Linked DNA regions of Anser cygnoides: region 1 is linked to region 2. A link is a contact called in public Hi-C data. All regions are on one chromosome and are shown on one strand. Each heading gives the region's core, a stretch centred on a gene start, on an enhancer-like site or on the middle of the called end of the contact. The rest is flanking DNA. Distances are from core to core; before and after follow the strand shown.

Region 1 (6,889 bases), core at 2,884-5,383, 290 kb after region 2:
CTGGGTGCTTTCAAGGCCCTTAACGTCCCTTTTATATTGCGGAGCCCAGAACAGCCCGCAACGTTCAAGGGGAGGCTGCCCCAACGCTGCTGGTGAGCAGCCGGCCCTCAGAAACCCGGCCTCTAGAGCTTGCAGCCTTTAGCCAGCACAAGGCTCAAGCGTAACGTGCGTTATTTTAAGTGAAATTGGGGCTGAAGGGAAACTGCATCTGATCTGTGGTAAATGGGGCTGTAATTACTTCACAGATTCACCATAAATTCACCTCAGCTATGAAGACATGAGGTTCAGAGCAGCCCAGTGCCATCCTGTGCCTCTGTTCTTGGCACAGCAGCATCAGTGCAGTTACAGTGGTTGCCAACTACTGAATCAGGATCACATCAACTTCAGGGACTTCATGTTTGTCGCTGTAACCGCAGAACAACCCCCCACTAATCTAAATTGTGTAGGCGCAAACCCAGCACGGAAGGAAAATGGGGTTATTTATTGCTAGTGAGAGGGAGAAAGCTGCTGGAAGGGATACAGTGCTCCTCAGCCTCGTGTAAACAACCTGCTGCCTCCCACTGCTCCCTGAACTCCATGTTCCCGCGTAACGAAGCCCTTGTACTCGTGACAGAGCGCTCGTTAATCACAGTCTCCTTCCTGCTGTTTGTTTCGGGTACCTGTTACGCATCTGGCATTGTACTTGAAGTAGAGAACACGGTGTCGGGCTTTGCGTTTATCCAAACTAAGTAAGGATCATCGCTGTGCACCCCATGTGATTTCTTTGCTGCGACCAGCAGAAAAGCCCTGTGCTGAAATGGTCCAGCCGACGCCTCCCGAGAACGGCCGTCACGGTTCCAAAGGCTGACGTTTTGCTGGTTTTGTTACACTGCTCGATATACATCTGGAATAAAGTCTTAATCTTTTCTTTAAGGAAAATAAAGAAGACAACATCCTTAGTCTGTTCAATGTATCTGGCAGGCCAGAATAATTACTTTGACTGCTGTATGATTTTTATCTCGATTCTGGCTGACTGTATATAGATGTATTCACTAAGTGCTGCATGTCCTTCAGAACTTTTCTGTATGATGAACTGGAAAAAAAATACAGCTACTGAACACTCTGCGTAACCAGTGAATTCATTGAAATCTACAGCCTCGTGTAGCCAGCCATCTCCTGCTGTGCAGGTGGCTCTGGAGCTGACAAACAGGGAGCACCTAATTAATAAGGGGTTAATTATTAGGAAATGTTTCGAAGCAACTGTATTTCACACAATTGCTGAAGTTACCAGCTTTACAGAGAAAGCCTTTTACAGAGAAAGCTTCCTTACTGAAACCAGAGACGAGCTGCAACTTACATTGCCAGAGGGCCCCATAATAAATCCGTGGTAGTCTTTTGTACGCACACGAGCAGAGATGTGCAGTGTGTAAAAAACAAGAAAATACTCAGAGCTGACTGCTTGCGGGTGTAGAACAGGACCCAATGAAGCAATTCCACTACTCAAAAACCAATACAAAATACAAAATTCCAGTCCCATAATGGAGTTCTGCTATGAAATCTGGCTAATGTGTTTTTAATCGGTTATCAAAACCACAAGTAACCATGAAGCACCATCTTTCCTATGCTAACACGGAGACATGGCAACAATTCATATGGTACCCTAACAGGCAGCAACACCAAAACAAAATCCCACTCTTCTTTCTCTCCTTGGTAGCAAGCTACCAACAAGTAGGGACAAAAAATATCCTGAGGTTAAACGTGTTTCTTTAAAAAAAATTAAGTAATTTGAGTTATCTGCTACCTTTTATTTTAGGCTGCATTCATCCACATATACAATCTTACACACAACCGCATGAAACCAGCAGACTGCAGAACACTTAGGTGACAAGTTCAGCTCTCACCCTCTGTTAAGTAAAACACAAATTGGTGCTCCAAGTAGTCTTGAATATTCCTTTATTTTGGGCCCCAATACCCAGAATTCTGATCCAATGATACGCGTATGTTTATTTATAAAAGTAACACATTAGATTTATGATCTAAAATTAAGATACCGGGGCCATACCACACAAGACACCGCCTCTTTCGTAGAAAGATGCAAAAAATAACAATTTCTACACACGAAGATTTGTGCGGTCATGGTACTTCTGGTAGGGATCATCAACATACCAGTTTCTTCTTTTCCAGAAAGAAGTGGTCATTTTATCGAGGAGCTTACATTGCGTTCTAGTGCACAGCACCATCTCTCTCAAACGCTTCTTCTGGGCAGAAGACTTCTTCCACAATTTCTTCTTGTACCCAGACTGTCAGAAGAAAATACAGAAGAAATTAAGCAGGTTGCTGCCAGCCGATATGCATATATAGCAATACTGATAAGCAAACCTGGATAAATCCCCCACTTTCAGGAAGTCAGGAGTCTCCCTGTGCACACTTCCATACTAGCTACTGCCTCCTGATGGAAGGAAAACAGCCTGCTGTCTGTGAACACAAAGCTTGTGTTCCTTGAAAAAAAATCTTACCTTTCTCCTCACCCAAAGGCCATTATGCAGCCGGAGAAACCTGTCGATGACAGCTTTCACAGTTTTCCTCTTTCCTTTCCGTAAACTGTAGTAAGTGACGGTCCTCACTGGCTGCTGAAGTATAGTTGGAAGTAGAGGTGTGACTCTAAAGGAAAAAAAAGGGGGGAAATAGAACAGGAATGAAACAACTCTTTCATTAAGCCAGTCATTGGATTTTTCACATAATGAGAAATCAGAAGTGCTCTGACTTGTTTGAGGGTTAACAAAAATTCAGCTCACATTGCAACATGTCATTCAACAAGCGTTAGGTATCAATGCTAACTGAATTCCAAATGAAATAAATTCATCTTGAAGCTACTGTAGAACAGCTTTTCCATCTACTAAAAGCGTGGTTAAATACTCAAGAGCAAACATACTCAACTGTTATTGGCATTCAGAACTTTTAGAACGTTAACGATCAGCAAAGGAAAGCGATTACAACAAACCTATTTGTAAAGTCAAGTCTACACCTACCAAAGCACATTCTGTTTTACATCCTCCTTCAAACATTATGCTCAATACAAGTGGAAGACTTGGGATTATAATTGTTTTGAGATACCAAAAAGCAGTAAGAAGCTTCTCAGCCAAGAAAGAGGCCACCTGCTTCTTTGCTGAGGTGCCAAGGAGGGGCTAAACTTGGTGAAAACAACTGCCTGAAAGGGGAGAGCTGTGGGGAGCTGGGGGTCGGCCTCTTCTCACAGAGTAACTAGTGATAGGACTAGAGGGAATGGCCTCAAGTTGTGCCAGGGGAGGTTCAGGTTGGAAATGAGGAGACATTTCTTCTCAGAAAGAGCAGTCAGGCATTGGGACGGGTTGCCCAGGGAGGTGGTGGCGTCACTGCCCCTGGGAGTGTTCGAGGAGAGGTTGGGCCTGGTGCCTGGGGACATGGGTTAGTGGTGACATTGGTGGTAGGGGGGTGGTTGGACCAGGTGGTCTTGAAAATCTCTTCCAGGATCAATGATTCTGTGAAGATCTGTTCCTCGCCTCTTCCATCCTTCCCTTGCTTTGCTGGTGAGCTCTCGCTGAGGGGAGGCAGCACAGCGCAGCGCCTACCTGCCTCCTGACCCCACCGCACCCCCAGAGGCTTCACCCCCACACCAGAATCGCTCCAGCACCGCGCAGGCCATACCCTACCTGCCGAGGACGGAGGGGAAGCCCCCAGCGGGCAGGCTCCCGAGGGGCCCCAGCCCCTTCCCGAGCGGCGCCGCCTCCCGCAGCCGCCCGAATCCCCTCAGGGGCACACCTCGCCCCGCGCCGACACCTCGGGCTGCCCGCGGGGCCCAGCTGCCGAGCGGCCGGAGGAGCCCTGCGGAGAAGCACAGCCCTCACAGGCGGCGGCCCTGAGGCGAGGCCAGGCGAGGCGCCGCCATTTCGAAGGCGCCGCGCTGCCCCCCCCCCACAACATGGCCGCCGCCACCGCCCCCCTCCCTCAGCCACCGACCCGCCACAGCCCCGCGCAGCGCCGCCGCCATGTCCCGGCCGCCGCAGGAGGAGGCGGAGCGGCGCCAGGGGAGGGCCCCGGGAGCCCCGCGCTGGGGGCGGCGCTGACGGGCCCGGGAGGAGCCGCGGCCCCGCTCCGCCTCACGCCGCGCTCTAAAATGGCGGCCGCCCTCCTCCTGGCTGCGTCATCACCTCCTCGCCTTCTGATTGGCCACGCTGCCCGTCACTCTCTTCCCGCTCTGCCCGCCCCCCCGCGCATGCGCGCTGCCCGGTTCCTGGCGGTGAGGGGCGGAGGCGGGCGGTGCCGGCGGCGGAGGCGCACACGGGGCGATGCTGCGGGCGTGGCGGCGGGCGGGCGGCGCGGTGGCCGCGCAGGTGAGCGGGGGGGAGCGCGGCGAGGCGGGGGAGCCCCGGGCCGCCCGCCGCGGGGCCGAGGCACGGCACGTCCTCTGAGCGCCGCTCCGTCGTCTCGCAATGACTCCGCGCGCGCGGGCCGCCATTGGCTGCCGGGCTGCTGAGGGACAGCCGCGGGAGCCAATGAGGCGGCTCGGGGGGCGGGCGCGTTGATGGGGCGCACTACAAATCCCGGCGAGCAGCGCGCGGGGTCTGCTTGGTGCTGAGCGGAGCCGGGCGCGCGAGGCATGCCGGGCCTTGTAGTCCCCCGCCCGTCTCCGACCGGGCGTAGCGGGGGCTGACGGGTGCCGCGCTGCATGCTGGGTGTTGTAGTCCGTTGGGCGCAGGGCCTGTGGTGGCTTCCTTGAAGGGGGGGTCCCCGAGGGGGGCCGGGGCCGCGCTGGGGGGCGGCCGACACCGGCGGGGCCCGGCCGGGGCACACGGCGGGGCTGGCGGCGGGGGGCCGGGCCCGTGGGGCGGCGGGGAAGGACGTGACCTTGGGCCGGGGCGTCTAGCAGCTGGCTGCCGGAGGGGGCTGTGAGGAGACCTAAGGGGGTCGCGAGGGGTCTGAGGGGTGCCCGCGGTCGCTGCCGTCCCCCCTCGTATGTGGTGCCCGTGGGTACAACGCAAAAAAGGAGCAGGAGGGATGCCAGGGTGAAAAATTCCCCCTGTGCGCTTCTCTTCTGGGCCTTTCCTGTCCTCACGATGCTCTCCCCACGTGGTTGTGGGGTATGAAGCCTTTTTAAAGCAGCCACTCGCTTCTGGAAGATGGAAGGGTTCGTAGACGAGGCTAACACCTCCACAAAGGCCTCGGCTTCTATTTCGGGGATCTGCCTAACAGTAGTACACAAAAATAAAAAGATCAAATCACTTTTATATTCGACTCTATTCCAGTTTCGTTACTCTTCCTATCCACGCGCTCTGTGGATGAAGTGTGTCCCGTTACAGCCTCTCCCACCCCAGCAGCCGGCGTTTCCTCTTGCAGCTTTATAAGGCCGGGAGAGTTCTGCCCAGGTCATCCGATGCCTGCTGAAGCGAGGGCCTGGGGAAGGTTTGAGCCAGGAGATGAGAAGACAGAAAGCAGGCTGTCACAGATGTTTGTCTCTCACATCCCTGTGCACGTGTTCAGTCTGTAAGGGTACATCTAGAATGACTGTGCAGCTCTGGAGAATGGGGTGTTGTGCTCTGGAGTTTGGAAGCGTGCCTTCAGTCTATAAAAGTTCGATGGAAAAGCTGCAGACACGGAGATGCCAGAGCATTCCGTGGAGCTTTTTTATCCGTACCCTTGCAATTTCTTTCCTTACTTTAAAAAATGAGTTTTTTTCTTCATCCCTAATCATGTTTCTCGATTGCTTGATAAAGGAGACTTAGTTTGAATAGCAGAGGCGTGTTTGCAGGCAAGTGGGATCACCTGAGCGTTCACCTGGTGGGGAAGCTCTCAGCACTCCATTACACGTACGTGTACAGGCAGCTGCTGGTCCCCTGGGGTTTCTGCAGCTAAAAGCTGTCCCTTTCGGTTGGCAAAAAAAGAAACTAGGTGTAAGAAACGAATGTGTTACAGCGCTGGTTTTGCAGGAGATGCAGAATTGTGGCCTCTAGCCTGATGTGAGGTGACGTTAAGGAATTTCTCACAAGGAGGGAGAACTCTGTTGGCAGTAATGCCATGTAACGCCTGTGGGGCCTGTGGGCACCAGCGGGGTGATAGAGGGTGCTCCCTGTGGCTGGCCTGCGTTGCGTTGCTTTTGGGGAAAGATCCTCGCTGCTGATGCTCCTGTCGGAGCTGCAGCCTTGGGTTATTTTCCCCAATTGCACGATTGTGAAGTTCGGTTCTGCAGTCAGATGCCCTTGTTGCACATAACCTCTCTCATTACGCGGACCGACTTCCCCTGAAGTTTCTCTTTTGCTCTTATTTAAGCACACAAATCCCGCGTTGTGCCCTGCGGGCTGCCTCCTGCGCAGATGCAGCGTGGAGAACGAGGACGGCTTTAGCTCGGGCTGAATGAACTCGGAGGGTGGCGTGCCCTTGAGCTCTGTCTGGGTATTTGAACTTGTGCCTGAAGTCTACGTTCAAGGCGGGGGTGGTTTCTCTAATGAAGTCCTGCTGTGCCCTGCCTGCCCCGAGCGCCTTGCCAGGGAGACAATCTCCCGTGGGTAACCCCAAATGCTGGACTCACTGGGTTCTGTATGCTGCCTGCACTGAAGGTACGAAGTGCTCTGCAAAGTGGTCTTGCAATGACTTAACAGTGGATAAAAAATGTGAAATAATGAGTATTAAAGGAGTTAGGTGAAGGAAACAGCACATGGGAGTGCTGGAGGGGGAGGAAATGGCCGCAGCTGCTCTCAGTGCCCTGCTGCAGGGATGTGTGCTCCCTGCTGGGTTCCCTACTGAGGGGATTTTTTATTGGTAATAAGCACCTGCTAATGATTCAATGGGGAGATGAGAAACTCCTCCTGATTTTCCAAATTAGGGCGATGTAGTGGATTTAAGCAAGATTTTTAGTGGCAAAAGGCAAGCAGTACAG
Region 2 (6,812 bases), core at 4,117-6,616:
GCAAGAGAGATGAAGTTGTGGGGTTCTTGCAGCTTATTAATGCTGCCTCAGAGGGGTGGCCTAGAAATACAGTGAATGCAGTTGAATGCATCAAATCCTTCACTGCTTTAGTAAAACTGTTGTGCACCTATTTCAGAATGGAGGCAATCAAGAACTCGAATTTAAAAGGCCAGATTATGCAATTAGGAGTGGTTCTCTTGACTGTGCACTACCATCTAAACCAGAGTAGAACTAGGCAGGACTCCACGCCTCTGTTAAAGTTTTACTTAGGGAACAGGAGCCACAGTATTTTTCCTCTTTTCTGGACCAAACACGTTCTACCCTCTTCTAATGTGCGCATCCTCAAGATAGCTATGGTCACCATCAAGGGGTGGTTTGGGATTTTCTGCACCTTGCAAATCATCAGTGACACCTGAATGAGTAATAACCATACATGAGTAATAAATGTAAGGGCTTCTGAAGAAATCCTACCAGCGAGTGGGTGTTTTAATAAACAGCAATACCCAGCATTTGCAAAGCGCTTTTAGTCCATAGGTCACAGAACACTCTCTCTCGTCCCTATCTAACCCATCTTTTTTCCCTTCACCTGTGATATTTCCTCCCCCTCCTGTTGGCACAACAATTTCCACCACTGGCAGCGGGGTGGTATCCAGGGACGGGGCACACCGAAAGTAAGCATAGAAGTGGTGAGCAATCTGCACCATAATCCTTGACCAATTGACTGAATTCAAGCTCATCAAATTGTATTTTCTGGAAAAATCGACATCAGCGAACAGTTCCTTGATCAGCTCATCGATTTGATCGGAGTTCCCATGAGCTGTCAGAAAAAGAAAGGAAAAATTAGATCTACTGACATCAGTGCATCAGGCACAAAGCATTTCTGCTCATAAATAGGACCAGACCCAAGCCATGGGGTTTGCTGCAGCCAGGGGTGTCCTGAGCTGTCTGTCTCATGGGCTATATGAGCCAGGGTTTGAGTAGCACAGTGTGGACACCATCTGGCTTCTGTTTTTGACATATATTCTCAGTCCCTACCAGCTGCAGATACACTCCGGGCTCTTGCTCACACCGATACGTATTTGTTAGGAAGGCAAATGCCTGCATCTCCTGTGAGATGTCACGGTGAGAGCTGGTTGAGTGGAAAAGACAGCTCAAGCACTCTGTGGTGACCCACAGGGAGGGCACAGTTAGCGGTGTGAATTGCCCATGAAGGTGAGGGAAGAGGGAAGGGGTCACCTTTGATCCCTTTAGTTCCCAGAAATGGTGTTGAATCCAGTGCAGCTGAACACCAAACGCCTGCATGGAGACAACTCTAGTCGGAGGCCGGAAGAAAAGGAAACTTTGAACCACTTGACTGTCAAACTGGGGACATGTGCTAAGAGTTCCTGTTAGCCAGACATCTGAGCACGGTGACCACAATAGAAATGACCTGGCTGGCTGCAGCTGCAAAAACAGCAGCCCCCAGAGACTTTCAGGGTCACGGTTTCAGCGCAGCAGGACCACAACATAGACAGTCCAACAGCAATACCAACCAGCAAAGACGTGGACGTTGTCTTCAATGACAGTGGTCATCTGAAGTTCCTGTATCTGCGTGCAGAGCCCTTCGGGCAGCAGAACAAAGATGTCCATGTTCTGCTGACCTCTCACGCTCTCGATGGCTGAGCTCCCTGTGTCCCCCGAAGTCCCTGTTTCAAAGCAGCAGAGAACCAAAAAAATCAAATATCAAGACATCCGTCAAACCTGCATCGTCGCACTTCAAGAAAAAGATGCAGAGATGCTCCATGAGATGGTTTTGGTTAGAGAAGCTTCCCTGGCATTGGCTGGAGATCGCTCACCAGCCACCCACGAGGCAGTACCACCCTGGGGCATCTATGTGGTGGGCCGTGGGATGATGGCTCTCAAGGTAAAGACCTGCCCAGAAGTTTTACCCCCCACAAAGAGGAATACTCACCCACCAGAATAGTGATGTGTTTCTGCTTTTTCTCCAAGAAGTACTGTAAAAACTGCCCAGTGCAGGACAAGGACAGATCCTTAAAAGCATAAGTAACCCCATGCCAGAGCTCCAGAACATTCAGCCCATCTTTCAGCCTGGACATATGGACAACATCCTTGTGTCTGAATCTGCTGAAGGCCCTGTCAATCAGATCTAGAGGGAAGAGGATTAAAGAGGATGTCAGACTAGGCAGAGAACTACTGTTTTTGATCGGTGGCTTCCTGCGTCTGTGCTCTTTATGCTCCTGGGAAGCTTTCTGCGAACCCAAAGACTCCCAGTTGCTGGAGAGGTGACAGATATCCAACAAGTTATTCTTAGCTGTTAGGAGGAATATAGACGTGCTCTGTTGCCTTCAATAGCTCTACAGTGGGTACCCCTAGGGGAAACCTGACACAATCAAAGCAAACTGCGTTAAAACATAAAATAAAGGAAACCCAAGTTTTATTACAGCACCCTGTTGAGACAGAGGTTGTAGCTGCCCTCTGGTGGAAGGGATGGCTTAAAAACGTTATAAAGCATGGAGCAGCAGCAAACCCTGATGGGATATCAGGTCTGGAGCCAGCACAGCAGTTTCCCAGCAGTCAGCAGTGCCACAGCACCAGCTACCGCTGCTGCGATCACCACAGTCCCCAGCACATAGGGAACACCTTGTCCAGAAGGTAACAAGCCCCAGCAAGGCGAGGGAAAAGAGGGAAGAAAACGGATCAGGCGATGGTGCAGCTGGCTCCATCCTCTGGGGGCTGCAAGAGGATGGGGCTAATGCAGGTGGAAGCATCCAAACACCCCAAAATCCTCACACACGTCCCTGCTAATAGCTCCCACCGCCCGGTTGAGGCTCACCGTTGAGGGCGCTCCGCGGGACCAGCTCGGGCGCGATGAAGAGGGAGCACAGCTCCTTCACCAGCTCGGGGTAGGAGAGGCGGCTCCAGCGCTGCAGGGTGGCCCCGTCCAGTGAGGGGATGCTCCGGGGCATGAAGAGGCCGCCGTCAGGAGCGTAGCCGGAGAAGAGGGCTCCCTCGAAGTCGACAGCCCTCGAGCCTCCCCGTGTGCTGACATACTCCATGGGTGCTGTTGGGGGACACCACGGTCACTGCCAGGACCCCAGAGCAGCCGCCCCATTAGGAACGCCCAAGCAGACCTCCCAGACACCTCCAATGTGGACACACACAGCCGGAGGGCAGCGTTGTGGGGTATTTTGTGGGCAGTGGAAGCGCTGAGTGGGGTTTGCACCCAGGGGGCTGCGAGGAGCCCTCTTGTCGGGCTTCCCCTGATCCGGACACGTCCCTGCTGCTGCAGCAGGCACCGTGCCTGCACCTGACGTCCCCTACAGGCTACGTGCAAAGGCTGGAGCTTTAAAATAAAAATAAGCAAATAAGAATCTCTTTAAAAAACAGTAAAGGAGGAAACAGGGAAAACAGGGAGGGGAGTAAGAGGGAGAGAGAAAGCGGAGGAAAGGGGGGAAGGATTATGCATCTAGTGCAGCCTGATTTTGTTCAAAAGGGTTAAAGCAAGGACAGGATTTGCGCGACAAGTACAACAAACTTCCAGGATCCCCTTTTTTCTTTTTCATAAAGGTATCCGCAAGGTCTGGGGCTTTGAGCCTGCAGGGCTTTCTGCCCCAGCACCTTGTGCACAATGCTTTCGTTCCTTCCAAATTTCCCCTCCTTGCCAAAGCAACCAACCCGTCCCCCGACACACACACACACAATTACCCTTCAGAGCTGCCCCACAAGAGCAGACAAAGGGGGAAAAAAAAGCTTCCAGAGGTGGTAAACAACCAGCCTTTAACCCGGATCAGCTCGGCCACGGCTCCGGGGCCGTGAGGGGGCGGAGGCGGGAGCAGGGCCGGGAAATGGCGGCCAGGCGCGGGGCGGGGGGGGGTCCATGGTTGGAGGGGAAAGCTCGGAGTTCAGCAGGGCAGGCCCCGGGTTGGGTTTAAATTTAAGGTTAAATCTGCAGGAAGTAGGATCAGAAAGCTCCGTGAGTGCCTTCCCACCATGCAGTTCACCCTGGGAGGCTGTGACTTGGAGCAGCGCCGTCCCTCCGTGGGGAAACTGAGGCAGGGAAGGGCTGTGCGTCCCTTTTCTTGATTTTTACTTGATTTCCTTGCCTGGTTTTCCTCGGTTAGTGCCTGTATGGGGCTGCATGCACAGCTGCAGCAGGTGCAGGGACTGGAGCCCAGTAAGGCAAGGTGCAGAGGGTGCCTGGTTACCACCGGCTGTGAGTCAGAAAGCTCATGGGACAGAAGGGACACGCTGCCTCCAAAGTGCCAGAAACCGACCCAAAACACATCACTGCTCCAACCAGCCCGGCTACCAGCGAGCGAGGCTACCCAGTGGGACGGAGCAATGCTGGTAGTCTCCAAATTCACCACATCTCAGAGACCAGCCAACAACAGATCCCTGAATTTATTATACAAACTATCACCCAAGCTGCCCCCGTCTCCTCACCGTAAGAGTTTCACGTTACGGGCTCCCAACCCCTTGATCAGGGTCTGTCCCCATCCCAGGCCGGTTCACAGGGGGACTGGAATTGGCAAGGCAGGACCTTGCTCTCCAGGGACAGCTCGGGCTTCAGTCAGTTGTGAAACCTCCCCAGGGCCGTCCCTGGTGCTTCCTGGAGTCACCAAAAGCCCTGGGGTCACCCGAGGACCCTGTTTTGGGGACACGGGCCACTTACCTCAAGCTGGCCCTGACATGCAGGGCAAATCCCGCAGTGCCACAGTGGTCTCAATAGATGTTTTCAGTCCCATAAGTTTTTAATGCCCTGTGTATTTTCAGAAGGTAAGTGATCTATTAATACATGCTCCAGTTAGTTATTAATCCCTTGTTTACCTGCTCTGGAAGGGTATTTTTCTCCATCACGTTTCAGCAGCAGCTCACACACACGCACAAAATAATAAATAAAAAATAAATAGCATTTCTGGGCAGGACAGCAAAATGATAGAAATGAATAAAACACTGAGAGCTGCAGGGTACGTGGTTTGTCTCTTCTGCCCTGATCTCTTCCTTCTGCCATGAGAGCGTGCTGAATTTGGGGTTCATGCAGAGGCAGAGCACAGTTTGAGCAGAACCTTCAGCAGAACAAGGGAAGGATCAAATCCCTAGGAAAACCCACACAAGCTGATAATTTTTGTTACCAACATAATTCAATATTACCAACGCGTATATGATCATCTTCACAAGTGACATGACCCTGCAGGGTCACCTCACCTCTCCCACCACTGGCACCTCCAGGCATTTACCTCATATATATCTAAGACTTCTCACGTGTGAATTAGCTGCATGAGATTATTTCACTGCTTCATCTAAAAGTATTTTTTTTTCAAGTGAAGAGCTTACAATGTAGCACATACAGGACCCCTGAAAAAAAAATATAAAAAATAATAATAATAAAAAAAAAACTGGATACCTGCTGCTCTGTGCTTGTAAATAAATAGTCTCAAGGCTGCTGATGCAGCTTTAACTACGCCCCGTGCCTGTCAGTGGTGATAGCTCTTGCTAACGAGGTCATGGGTTAATGCCGTGGCGGATGTCAGCATTTGCTACTGCTGCAGCTGGGGATGAGCTAAGTACTGCTTATGTGGCGGCCAGAGGTGAGCACAAGGAGCACGTGGGCCGTGCCATTTCTCGGGAGGGCTTTTCCCATGCCCTGCCCTGCAATCTCCGTGCTTTCATTTTTGGAATTATCATTTCCTTGTCAGCTGCGGTAGCAGACCCAAGATCTGGAAGATGTAACAGCCTTTGATTAACCTGGTACTGCCCAGTGCCTCCGTGTTTCTGCTTGGATGTGCACTTCCACTTTGGACCTTGTATGTTCCTGAGGAGTTGATGGGTGCTCAGTTGCTCTTTGGACTTGCCTATCAGAAATCAGCTGTGTTTGCAAACACTAACCAAAGCTACTGTGTCACTTTTCCAGCTTTTTTTAACAGTTTCCATCAGTTTCCATCCGTCCAGGTTGGATTTCCTCAACCTCTCTACCCACGAAAGGCATCCTGAAGCGTAGCAAAGAGTAAGAAAACAGAAAGGCATATGTAGCAGTGAGAAGCTGGGTTTGGGTGCCCTTTCTATACCTCCACCAAAGCATCCCCAGGCCCGGGAGAGCTGCAGACCCCAGGTTCCGCCAGCCACCGATGAATCCTCTATCACTAGATGGCGGCAACGCCTTGCGTCCAGGGAGGAGATGCACAAAGGCAGCCTTGCCCTGGTTGCAGTCACTCTCACACCTCACACAGGGCATTTCGCCTTCACTGCACCCAGGCCACGGTGCTCAGCCGCAGTTTCAGGCAGCAGCAAGAAACACGGCTCCGAAGAGCCCTGTTTTGTAGAGCTGAGGAAGGGGAGGCACAGGAGATGTCCTTTGGCAGGAGGCCGGGTTACGGAGCTGGGTGGCCTGAGCAAATGCAGCAACTCGTCGCAGTTTTCAGTTGGATTTGGTGATCTTAGGGGTCTTTTCTGTCCTAAATGATTCTGTGGTGGGAAAGGTGTTCTTCATCTTCACGCCATCTTCTCCCTGAGTGTCCTGGGGGTTTATCCCTTTTCGTAAATATGATTCTATGTTCACCCTTCTTCCAGCACAGTCTCTCTTCTCTGGGGGTCCCTGCAGCCTACAGCCTGGCAGAAACTCAGAAAGGGGCACGTCAAAAGACCCCAACTCACAACCAGGACTAGAAGGTGCCACGTTTAATCATAAAGCACAAAGATGGCCTCAACGCCACAAAAATGCCTTTCTCTCCTAGTCCTGTCTCTGCCCGTGAGCTGGCTGATGTCTGCAAACTGCATACGCAAAAAAAGCTTTCATATCTATAAACAGCCCAAGC

What was found. Hi-C and Micro-C count contacts between places; a contact is called where the count stands out from the background.
Region 1: a Hi-C map of liver shows a contact between it and region 2, with 2.0 times the contacts expected there. The contact joins the promoter of MRPL35 here to the promoter of THNSL2 in region 2. A contact is called at or near these places in 2 of 7 Hi-C or Micro-C datasets (both in liver).

What each region holds. Positions count from the first base shown.
Region 1 is chr4:6,273,596-6,280,484 of Taihu_goose_T2T_genome, forward strand. MRPL35 (mitochondrial ribosomal protein L35) reads right to left here and starts at 4,134. Exons shown (of 4, transcript XM_048047898.2): 1 at 3,976-4,134; 2 at 3,669-3,840; 3 at 2,496-2,640; 4 at 1,916-2,279. The coding sequence starts at 4,006. The coding sequence ends at 2,091. It overlaps IMMT (inner membrane mitochondrial protein), which reads left to right and starts at 4,193. Exons shown (of 13, transcript XM_066995556.1): 1 at 4,193-4,349. The coding sequence starts at 4,232. REEP1 (receptor accessory protein 1) reads left to right here. Exons shown (of 10, transcript XM_066995563.1): 10 at 1-1,104.
Region 2 is chr4:5,979,306-5,986,117 of Taihu_goose_T2T_genome, forward strand. THNSL2 (threonine synthase like 2) reads right to left here and starts at 5,367. Exons shown (of 9, transcript XM_048081105.2): 1 at 5,238-5,367; 2 at 2,834-3,061; 3 at 1,952-2,146; 4 at 1,533-1,685; 5 at 587-817. The coding sequence starts at 3,056.